Regions from separate parts of the Mus musculus genome. Here region 2 is linked to region 1. Evidence: chromatin contacts called from public promoter capture Hi-C data. All regions are on one chromosome and are shown on one strand. Each heading gives the region's core, a stretch centred on a gene start, on an enhancer-like site or on the middle of the called end of the contact. The rest is flanking DNA. Distances are from core to core; before and after follow the strand shown. Region 1 overlaps Fmnl3 (formin-like 3). Region 2 has its middle 17 kb from the start of Nckap5los.

The links. Capture Hi-C pulls out chosen DNA fragments and counts their contacts.
Region 2: a contact with region 1 is called in a promoter capture Hi-C map of adipose tissue. The contact joins two enhancer-like sites. A contact is called at or near these places in 4 of 15 datasets of contacts at CTCF or cohesin (the G1E-ER4 cell line, the NIH/3T3 cell line and embryonic stem cells), 31 of 484 Hi-C or Micro-C datasets (the Ba/F3 cell line, the G1E-ER4 cell line, the HL-1 cell line and 17 more), 8 of 115 datasets of contacts at active chromatin or transcription factors (the HPC-7 cell line, bone marrow-derived dendritic cells, bone marrow-derived macrophages and 5 more) and 4 of 9 other capture datasets (adipose tissue, embryonic stem cells, liver and 1 more).

Annotation. Positions count from the first base shown.
Region 1 is chr15:99,331,349-99,336,334 of GRCm38.p6, reverse strand. It overlaps Fmnl3 (formin-like 3), which reads left to right. Exons shown (of 27, transcript NM_011711.2): 3 at 567-647; 4 at 1,405-1,481; 5 at 4,265-4,348. Among named protein-coding and RNA genes, the nearest start is that of Gm22951, 34 kb to the left of the region's middle. Within about 2 kb of position 3,229, at least 292 of the 459 cell types and tissues checked have an H3K27ac peak or open chromatin away from gene starts, as enhancers often do. A contact at or near this core is called in the G1E-ER4 cell line, the NIH/3T3 cell line, adipose tissue and 4 more, where this site is marked.
Region 2 is chr15:99,413,045-99,417,939 of GRCm38.p6, reverse strand. No RefSeq gene overlaps it. Among named protein-coding and RNA genes, the nearest start is that of Nckap5los, 17 kb to the left of the region's middle. Within about 2 kb of position 1,264, at least 66 of the 459 cell types and tissues checked have an H3K27ac peak or open chromatin away from gene starts, as enhancers often do. A contact at or near this core is called in the G1E-ER4 cell line, the NIH/3T3 cell line, adipose tissue and 4 more, where this site is marked.

The DNA.
Region 1 (4,986 bases), core at 1,980-4,479:
CCAAGGGGTTTGCTGAGTTTCCTCGTGGGTAGACCTGAGTAGTGCTCTCTGTGGAAAGGTGTTGAGAGGTCACCCTGCTGAGAACTTCATTTGGTTGCTGGGCTCCATTTCCTGGGCAAAGAGCAGATAGGGTGTACTTGCTCTGAGCGTCAGCAACACAGCAAAACTAGTTGAGCCGCAGCTACAGAGTTTAGAGCCACAAAAACTAGATTCTTTGAGGCAAAGCTCCCTCCCTGTGGCTTTCCTGTCAGTTAGCCAATCACGTATTTGCTTTAGGTACTAATCACAGCTCTGTAGTCCTGCATCTTAGCAAGTGGTAGACTCTTAAAATAGCTTCTGACATAAAGCACTTTAGGTGTTAGAGAGCACTGAGCGGAAGAGGAGACTACAGCCGCAGTTAGGACATGCGTAAGGATCGTCAAGGAAGGGAACTTAGGGTTTGGATGGTGCCAAGGGACAACTAGAGGCTGAGTTCCCTCAAATTGAGCAGTGTAGGCATCCTCCTTCCTTAGCACCCTCCATGAACATTGTGTTTCTGTGTGCATACATGTGCGTTTTCCTTTCAGGAAAGATTTCAAGTAAAGAATCCTCCCCACACCTATATCCAGAAACTCCAGAGCTTCTTGGACCCCAATGTAACACGGAAGGTAAAGTACAAGACAGAAAGTCCCTGTTTAGGCACAGACCTTTTGCCTTGACATTGATTCTTGATTAATGGGAGTTGAATATCCGGGCTTTGAGGTCTAAAGTGACTGTCCAGAGCTAGAGGGAAGCCTGTAATTGCACTCCCTGTGTTTTCTTCTCTGCCTCCTTTATTTATAGTATAAAATTGGATAGCTGGGTATGGTAGTGTATGGCTGTGATACACTTAGAAGACTGAGGCAAGAGGATTGTGGGTTCCAGACTAACCTGAGCTACATCGCAAGATGCTGCATACATCCTCCTCAAACATAGACAGGGTTGAGAAAGAGGTTAGAGAGATGACTCAGCAGTTAAAAGACCATGCTGTTTTCCCAGAGGAGCCAGCCTCAGTTCCTAACATCCACAGCGTCTTACAACTCTTGTAACTGCAGTTCCCAGAACTCCAGTGTTGTCTTCTGGCCCCTTTAGGCAGTGCATGCACACGGTCCATAGACATGCAGGCAGGCAAAGCACTCATACACAAAAATATAAATAAATAAAATCGAGAGGGGGCAGGCGTGGTGGTGCATGACTTTCATCGAAGCACTCAGGAGGCAGAGGCAGGGAGCTCTCTGAGTGTGAGGCCAACCTGATCTACACAGTGAGTTCCAGGACAGCCAAGGCTACACAGAGAAACCCTGCCTTAGAAAAAAAGAAAAAAAAGGAAAAGAAAGATGGTTGGCAGGGAATGCCCATCAAGTGACAGAGGCTCCCTGTTTACAGAAGTTCCGGAGGAGAGTGCAGGAGTCCACTAAAGTCCTACGGGAGCTGGAGATCTCACTTCGCACCAATCACATTGGGTAAGTCAGGTTTGTCATCTGCTCTCCCTGACACCAGACACTGCCTCCCACACAGGTTTGGGTCCCCTTTTTTGGTTTATCCTTCCGGCCATGAATAGCATCTGGCTCCACAGAGCTTTAGACGTGCCATTTCTGGCTTTTCTGCCCTTCTGTACTGCCAGCTGCTGACCGGTTACTTCTGGCAAGCTTGGGGCCTCTCTTGGGGTCCTGTGGCTTTGACTGGAAGACATTCCCATAGCAGCTGAGACCAGAGTCTGCCTGTGGTCTGGTACTGGGCCAAGAAAGGCCTGGCAAAGGTTGGGACGTGAGATGTATTATATTGAACAATGAAATTAGTTACTAATTGGTGACTAGTTAGATTTTTTGGTATAGAGATTACTTATTTGTTTGAAAGAAAATAATCTTTGTACATGAGCAGAAGAGGCTTCCTAAAGCACTGGAGGTGTAAGACAGGATCAGGCGTTGGCTGTCTCCCGTGCTCACAGATCCTATTGCTGCCAGTGCGCTGAGTGGGCCCCAGGGTCTGTGCAAGACTTTCAGCCTGATCAGGGAACCAGGGGTTGCTGAGGAAGCTAAGGGCTGATGCTGAGGCTCAGGGAGAGTACAGCGCCTCTGTCCCATGAAGCTGTTCCAGCAAGAGTAAGAAACAACTGGAAAGAGTGGCCACACAGAAGGGACAGTGAACTAAGACCGCAGCACTTCAGGTAGGGGTGCCTCAGTGAGAGCAGTGAAGGGTGAAGTGGGTTTCTGGGTAGATGCCAGCCTGCGTCCCTGAGCTTTCTGAGAGTAAGGTGGAAAGAGCCACTGACATCACCAGCTTTTCCTCTTTTGTCAAGCGCAGCCTACGTGTCTGCCCCAGGCCTGATGTGCCTGGACCCCTTTAGAGGGAGAGGACATCTGTATGTAGCCAGCTGCAACAGCACTCAGAAGGGAAGCAGCACAGGAGAGGACAGGAAAGGGACCCTTCCTGGTGTTGGGAGCTGCGCTGTGGTAGCCAAAGCATGGCTTCCACACTACAGTCATCTGTGACCCAGACATGGAAAGCCACCAAGAAAGGTGTGGCCAAACCCTGCTGTCCCCACTCCCACCCTTAAGAATCTCACAGAAGGAAAACTAGGAGAGTGCATCACTTAGGCTTTGTGTGTGGTTGAGAGTGACACTGTGGCAGTCCTGAGCACCCCGGGCCTCTCTCAGGCCTTGCCGTCTTCTCTAAGTCCTGCTGTAACTGGTGGGAGGATGGGGGGTCTGCTCTCCTTGGCAGAGGAGCACAAAGAAACAGTCCCCTGTGGTTAGCACAGTTCCAGGCCCCAGGGCTTCTTAGCATTGGCTCACAAGTTTGAGGTCTAGACCCAGCCCTTGGTTCCCAGGGAAGAGTTAAGCCCGTGCCATCTAATCTGAGGCTTCTCTGGGTAGTTCTATGAGGAGACAGGATCCTTCTCTTCAGGAAGCTTGTCAGGCTAGTCAGGGGTGGAAGGAGGCCAGGACCAAGTGAGAAGGGGATCCTGCTTTGCTTACAGCCAGATGGACGGGGTCCTGCAGGAGTGAGGCCCGCGGTGTATGGGGTCTCTTGCTCTGGGCTGAGGCTGCCTGAGTAGGATTCCAGGGCCCTCTAGCTCTTGTGGTTTGTATTGGTTTTCTGCCTTGTCAAAGTGCCCTTTAACCTCCCCTCAAAGTGTCAGGATCCCTAAAATAGCAGTGTAGACTCAGACAGGAAATGAGAAGGGGGTGGGGAGCTGGAGAGCAGACAGACAGGAAATGGGAGGCCTGTCGGCCCCCAGAGAGGAAGCTAACTTGAGGCAGCTCCAGTGTCAGCTTCAGCTGGAGCTTTGCTGGCAAATCAGCCAAGCCTGGTGCTCTAGCGCCAGCCTCTCAGCTGCGGGTGTGGCTAGCCAGGATGGAGCTGGTGTTCCAGCTGTGGGGTAGACACAGCCCTGCAGGGCAGTTTGGACACAGCTGGACTATGTAGTTCCATGGACATTTCAGGAGGACTAGAGTACTCAGGAGAACAAGGCTTCCATCCTGAGGGGTTTAATGTCTCTGCACTGAAATAGACCTGTCACAACCCCCCACCAATTCTAAGGGAGTTTGCTCTTCACTTTTATTCCAGAGTTAGCATAGGCCAAAGGGAAAGCAAAAATGCCCCAGGTCATTGTCCTCCTGTCTGCTCACCTGCCTGCCTTTCCACATTGCCATCTTCCTGGGAGAGCCATGACTGGAGCGTGTATGTTCCCTAAGCTTTTTTGGTTCTGCCGGACCCACTCCAGCCGAACACAGAACTCTCACAACCATCTTTGCTCATTGCTTCTCAAAATTGAACTCAGCGGTGAGCCCTCTGGCCCTGTAAGGCTCTCTTTGAGATTTATGGCACTAGGGACTTGCAGGCTTTTCCAGGCCCAGCTCTGTGAGTGGTGAATGCTCTGGATGCCTCCCCAATTCCTCCAGCACATGGTGGAAAAGGACTTCATGCCTAGCATTGTATCAGATCAAAGGGACACAGGAAATAATGGGGTTATAACCTGGCCCAAGAGGAGAGACTGGCTAGAATCTCATCTGGCTGAAGCCCATTTGTGATGTATTCTCCTGCCTCTGGGAAGTCCAGGCTGGCAGCATGACCACATAGGGGCCTGTCATAGGTTATGGTTTTCAGGATTTTCTCAGCCTGATAGTAGGTTCCAGTAGCATGCAAGAGAGCAAATTTATTGAGGGCTAGATTGCTGGGTCAGAGCCTCCACCAAACCAAGCCAGTTTGCACACTACATCCACTGTGTTTGCTGTATCTGCAGGTGGGTGAGGGAGTTTCTCAATGATGAGAACAAAGGCCTGGACGTGCTGGTGGATTACCTGTCATTTGCCCAGTGTTCTGTCATGTAAGTACCACAGGGCAAAGGTTGGGGACTCACTGGGAAGCAGACAGTCCCCATCTATTTAGAAGAAGGATGAGGGCTGGGAATGCAAGCCAGCAGAGCATTGCCTGCCATGTGCTGAGGCTGAGGTGTCAGGCTCCAGCATGGGGGAAATGTGGGGTGGGAAAGAAAAAGGAAGAGTGAGATTCCAACAGAGAAGGTGGGCATGGGCATCCCCAGAGCAGGAGGAAGTAGCTCAAGTGTTGCTGCAGACATGAGCAGGCAAGACAAGGGAATAGCAGGCATCAGCAAGGACTGGAAAGTTAGCTGGAGTAGAAGACATGTTCTAGGGAGCATGAAGAGAACAGTCCGGCAAGGGAGCTTGGAGTCAGAAGCCAAGTGATCCAAGTACCAGGCTGCAGGACCTCCAGGAAATAGCCTGGATCCTCAGGAGACAGGCTCCTTAGGGTTTCATCATTTCAACAACATTGAGTCTTCATGAGGCAGCTTGGGCCCTGAGATGTGAGAGGGTGACTATAGGCCTATTGTTGAGGAAGGCCAGTGAGCGTGGTGACCTTCGACCCGAACAGATCGAATAAGTATTTGGGAGCATTTTCAAGACATCCTTTTCATATGGAGGGAGTTAGCTGTTGGTTAGCACA
Region 2 (4,895 bases), core at 15-2,514, 84 kb before region 1:
AGGGCCCGAGAGCTGGGTCAGTAGTGCAGACTGAAGAGTCTCTTCCAGGAGACTCAGTAAGTCTGGTACACACGCTGGATGACTCCATCTCTGGGGAATCTGACACCTCTAGCCTCTCTAAGCACCTACACCCACGAGGAGCACACACACACACACACACACACACACACACATATTGGGGTAGTCACTCAGTGGTAGGACGTTTGTTTAGCAACAAAGTCCTGAGTTTGAAAAATGAAGAAGGAAGCCGGGCGTGATGGAACAAGCCTTTAATCCCAGCACTCAGGAGGCAGAGGCAAGCAGATTTCTGAGTTCAAGGCCAGCCTGGTCTACAAAGTGAGTTCCAGGACAGCCAGGGCTACACAGAGAAACCCTGTCTCAGAAAAAAAAAAAAGAAAGAAAGAAGGAAGGAAGGAAGGAAGGAAGGAAAGAAAGAAAGAAAGAAGGAAAGAAAGAAAGAAGGAAAGAAAGAAAGAAAGAAAGAAAGAAAGAAAGAAAGGGAAGGAAAGAAGAAGAAAGAAGGAAAGAAAAAGAGAAGAGAAGAGAAGAGAAGAGAAGAGAAGAGAAGAAAAGAAAAGAAAAGAAAAGAAAAGAAAAGAAAAGAAAAGAAAAGAAAAGAAAAAATGAAGAAGGAGAGGATGGAAGAAAAGAAAGCTTAGGCTGGGCTCCCACCCTACCCACCCCACCCTCATCCATCACCCCAACAAGCAAAGTGCGGGTGAGGAGAGACTGGGTGGTGAGCCAGAAGGATGAGGTGTGTTGTTAGCGGTGGAGTCTTGCCCATCTCATGCCAATGAAATGAGGCAGAGGTAAGAGCTGTCAAGGGGAGCGTGGGGGGTGGGGTGGAGTGGGGGTGGGGTATCTCAAAGTGATATGTGGAGGAGGAGCAACTGTGTGGGCCGAGGGAAAGCAGCTAGAGTCTTAGGGTGGAAGAGCCATCAAGAAATTAAATTTATCTTTTGTTTGTTTTGTTTTGTTTTGTTTTGAAACAGCGTCTCACTATGTAGCTGAGGATAGCCTTGAGTTCATGACAATCTTCCTGTCCCTACTGTGGCCTCTCCATGTCTGAAAGTGTTGGGTTGCCATATCAAGCCTTTCATTCTTTAAGCAAGAAAAAAAAAAAAACCAAACAAACAAACAAAAAAAAACTCCTTTCCCTCCACTTGAGAAAATGTTGCCAGTAGATGGCGCATGGGAGGCAGCTTCACGGTTTGCGGGGCTACACTGCCCTCGTGTGGCTATAAGAAGAAATACAGGGTGTCCTCCACCTCTTGACAGCTTTGGTAAGCCTTGGGTGAAGCCAGAGAATATGAATACCCTGTCCATCCCTGCCAGTTCTCCCCATCAGCCTTGCTTTCCGGGAGACACATTTCCTACTACCAGTTTCAACGTAGACGGGCTGTCAAGGCAGCTGAACTACTCTGAGCAAACTCTCGTGAAGGCATGACATCAGCGGGTGACCAGCCCATATCTGTCCTTCATCCCTGTCGAGTCTACAACAAACATTCACAGGGCACCCAATAGGTGGGAAGCACCGGGCAGCCTGTAGTGGACACTGAATGTGAATGGCGTTGTGGACCAGCGTGTGTATGGGGGGTGGGGGGGGGAGGGGGCTCAAGTGGTGAGATTCTGTCCCTCTGCTTTCCCCTCCCAAGTGCCCTCACTTTCTGGAAACCACAGGACAGAAATGCCTTCGGACGCATCTGAGTTGTTGCGTATGACATGGTTAATTTCCACACTGAAGATGTGCAGATGGTTTATTCAGTCAACAATGGAAGAATAACTGAATTGTTCCCAGTTTGGGGCTAATTAGAACTAAAACTGGAGCTGTGTTCACGAGGTAGAACCCCTGCCTAAAATGCACAAAGCCTGACCTGGGTTCAGTTTCCAACCCTGCATAAAAAAAAAAAAAAAACCGAGATGAGGTGGCAAGTGCCTGTAATTCCAGAACTGGCCAGAAGGGGGCAGGAAGATCAGAAGTTCAAAGTCATCCTTAGCTACATAGTGAGTTTGAGGCTAGCCTGGTCTATATGAGACTTTGTATCAAAATGAAAATAAGGAACTGGAGTGGCTGGAAAGGTTGCTCAGTGGTTAAGAGCACTGACTACTCTTCCAGAGGTCCTGAGTTCAAATCCCAGCAACTACATGGTGACTGGCATCCATCTGTGATGGGATCTGACGCCCTCTTCTGACATGCAGATAAGAGCACTAATATAAGAGAGAGAGAGAGAGAGAGAGAGAGAGAGAGAGAGAGAGAGAGAGAGAGAGAGGAAGAAAAGAAAAGAAAAGAAAAGAAAAGAAAAGAAAAGAGAAGAGAAGAGTTAGAGAGATAACTCAGCAGTTAAAAGAACACACTGCTCTTGCAGAGGACCTGAGTTCAAGGTCTAATTTAAATTTGAGTTTATAAGAAGCTGCCAAATAGTGCTGCAGAGGCTGCACCATCCTCCTGTCACCAGTGAGGGGCATGTTCCTCCACACTTCCAGCAGCACTCAGTGTTATCAATATCTACATATATGTATATATGTACACTTACACACACACATATATATTATACACACATTATATACATGTATTACATATATGTATTTGTGTAATAAATTCATATATATTATATGTATGTTCTATCCATATTTTATGCCTGCTTTAATTTACATCTCCCCAGTGTTTGATGAGCTAATTTACCATGACACCTAGACTGGCCTTGCTCCTAATCTCTGGCCTCCCTCCACCTCCCAAGTGCTGGATTTACAATTCAGGCTAGCATAGACCTTACTGAATAGCTCAGGATGGCCCCAAGCTCCTGGCAGTTCCTCTGAATTACCTGCCTCAATGCTTTGGTTACAGGCATAAGCAACCAGATCTGGCTAAAATTTTGTTTTTAAAATTATTTTAATGTTTTTCAGTGCAAAATTGAAATCAGGGTATTACACAGCCTAGGCAAGGGTTATACCACTGAACTCCATTCCAGACCCTAAAATTAATTTTAATTGACAGATAAATTATATCACAGTATGTGTCTACATTGTAAAACCAAGTCATGGGCTGGTGAGATGGCTCAGTGGGTAAGAGCACCCGACTGCTCTTCCGAAGGTCCGGAGTTCAAATCCCAGCAACCACATGGTGGCTCACAACCACCCGTAATGAGATCTGATGCCCTCTTCTGGAGTGTCTGAAGACAGCTACAGTGTACTTACATATAATAAATAAATAAATCTAAAAAATAAAACAACAAGTCATATCACATAATATACTGGAGGTCAAGCCTTCAGCCTCACCCCGGGCATCTTAGGCAGGTGCTCTGCCACCAAACACATGTCCAATGCCCCCAGCTTTCTTAGTGTCCCACTAAGTGCCTTTACATTTATTTTATTTTATTTTATTTTATTTATTTATTTTGAGACAGAGTTTTTCTGTGTAGCTCTGGTTGTCCTGGAACTCGCTCTGTAGAACATGCTGTTCTTGAACTCACAGAGATCCTCCTGCCTCTGCCTCCTGAGTGCTGGGCTTAAAGGCCTCCACCACCTGGCATATTTTCTTGTTTTTAATTATGTGTATCTGTGTATTTGTGTGTGGGTGGGTGTACATGAGTACAGTGCCCACAGAGACCCGAAGAGGGCGTCAGAGCTATGGGAACTGTATTGTGAGTGCTGGACAGTGATGGTAGAAAGGAGCCCTGGTCTTCTGGAGCAGAAGGAAATGCTAGCGACTGCTGAGCGTGTCGTGTCTCCACAGCACACCGCGGTGTTCCTGGTTTTACTTGTTACATCCTCTGGATGAAGCAGAGCACTAAGAGGTACTGAATGTTCCCGTAAATGGTCCTTAAACTTTAGAACTTCCCGTGATCCAGATTTCTTATTCACAAAACAAAATGACAAACTTTTTTTTTTTCTTCTGAGTATCACAAAAGTTTATTTAGCAAAAGGTTTCATAAGAAGATGTCCATGGGACCTGGTGAGATGGCTCAGTGGGTAAGAGCACCTGACTGCTCTTCCGAAGGTCCAGAGTTCAAATCCCAGCAACCCCATGGTGGCTCACAACCATCCGTAATGAGATCTGACTCCCTCTTCTGGAGTGTCTGAAGACAGCTACAGTGTACTTACATATATTAATAAATAAATCTTAAAAAAAAAAAGATGTCCATGACCCAATTCACAGTCAGACAGGCCCTTTAATTAATTAATTCATTAATTCACAGTCTAGACAGGGAGGGAGGTGGGCATCTCTGCTGAGCAGCCATTGTTTAGACTCTTTCCAAGGCTTCTAAGGTGGTGACGCTGTTTCCTGTGTGATTGCGGTTAGTTCCAATGCTATTCTGTTGCCCAGGAGTTCCTGCCTCCACCCACTCACCAGTCACAGGAATCATAAGGGGAGCGAAGCTCCTTAGCATTCCCTGTACATGTCTGCCACCTTCAATGATAACTTCTCCTCCATAAACTTACTTTCAGGAGGGCGGTGACTTCACTTATGGTGACTCCTCAGCGGGCTCCAGCAACAAACTTATCGCCAGTGTTAACTGCTCTGCCTGGGGGTGCATAATGTTACATTGTTTCTATTAAGATGACACTAGCGCCTGCTACCATCACCTATCTTCAGACAGGTTTTCAAATTAAGGATACATTAATATGGATAATTCCTTCATCCCTCGGTGAGGATATCTCTGTGGAGGGAAATACTTGCCCATGCATGCCCAAAATAAAGTTAGAATAGAAAAGGAAGGCTAAAATGCTGTTTCCCTTTCCGGGTACTTAGAGTGGCTGGTTGCTAGGTTCCTCCAAAGGTGGTCAGTATTTTAAGAGTATAGCAAACGAAATGGGCCTGTGAAATGGCTCAGCACGGCGAAGCTCCTGTCACGTTTAAATTGACAGACATATCAAACATGCGCGTGCACGCGCGC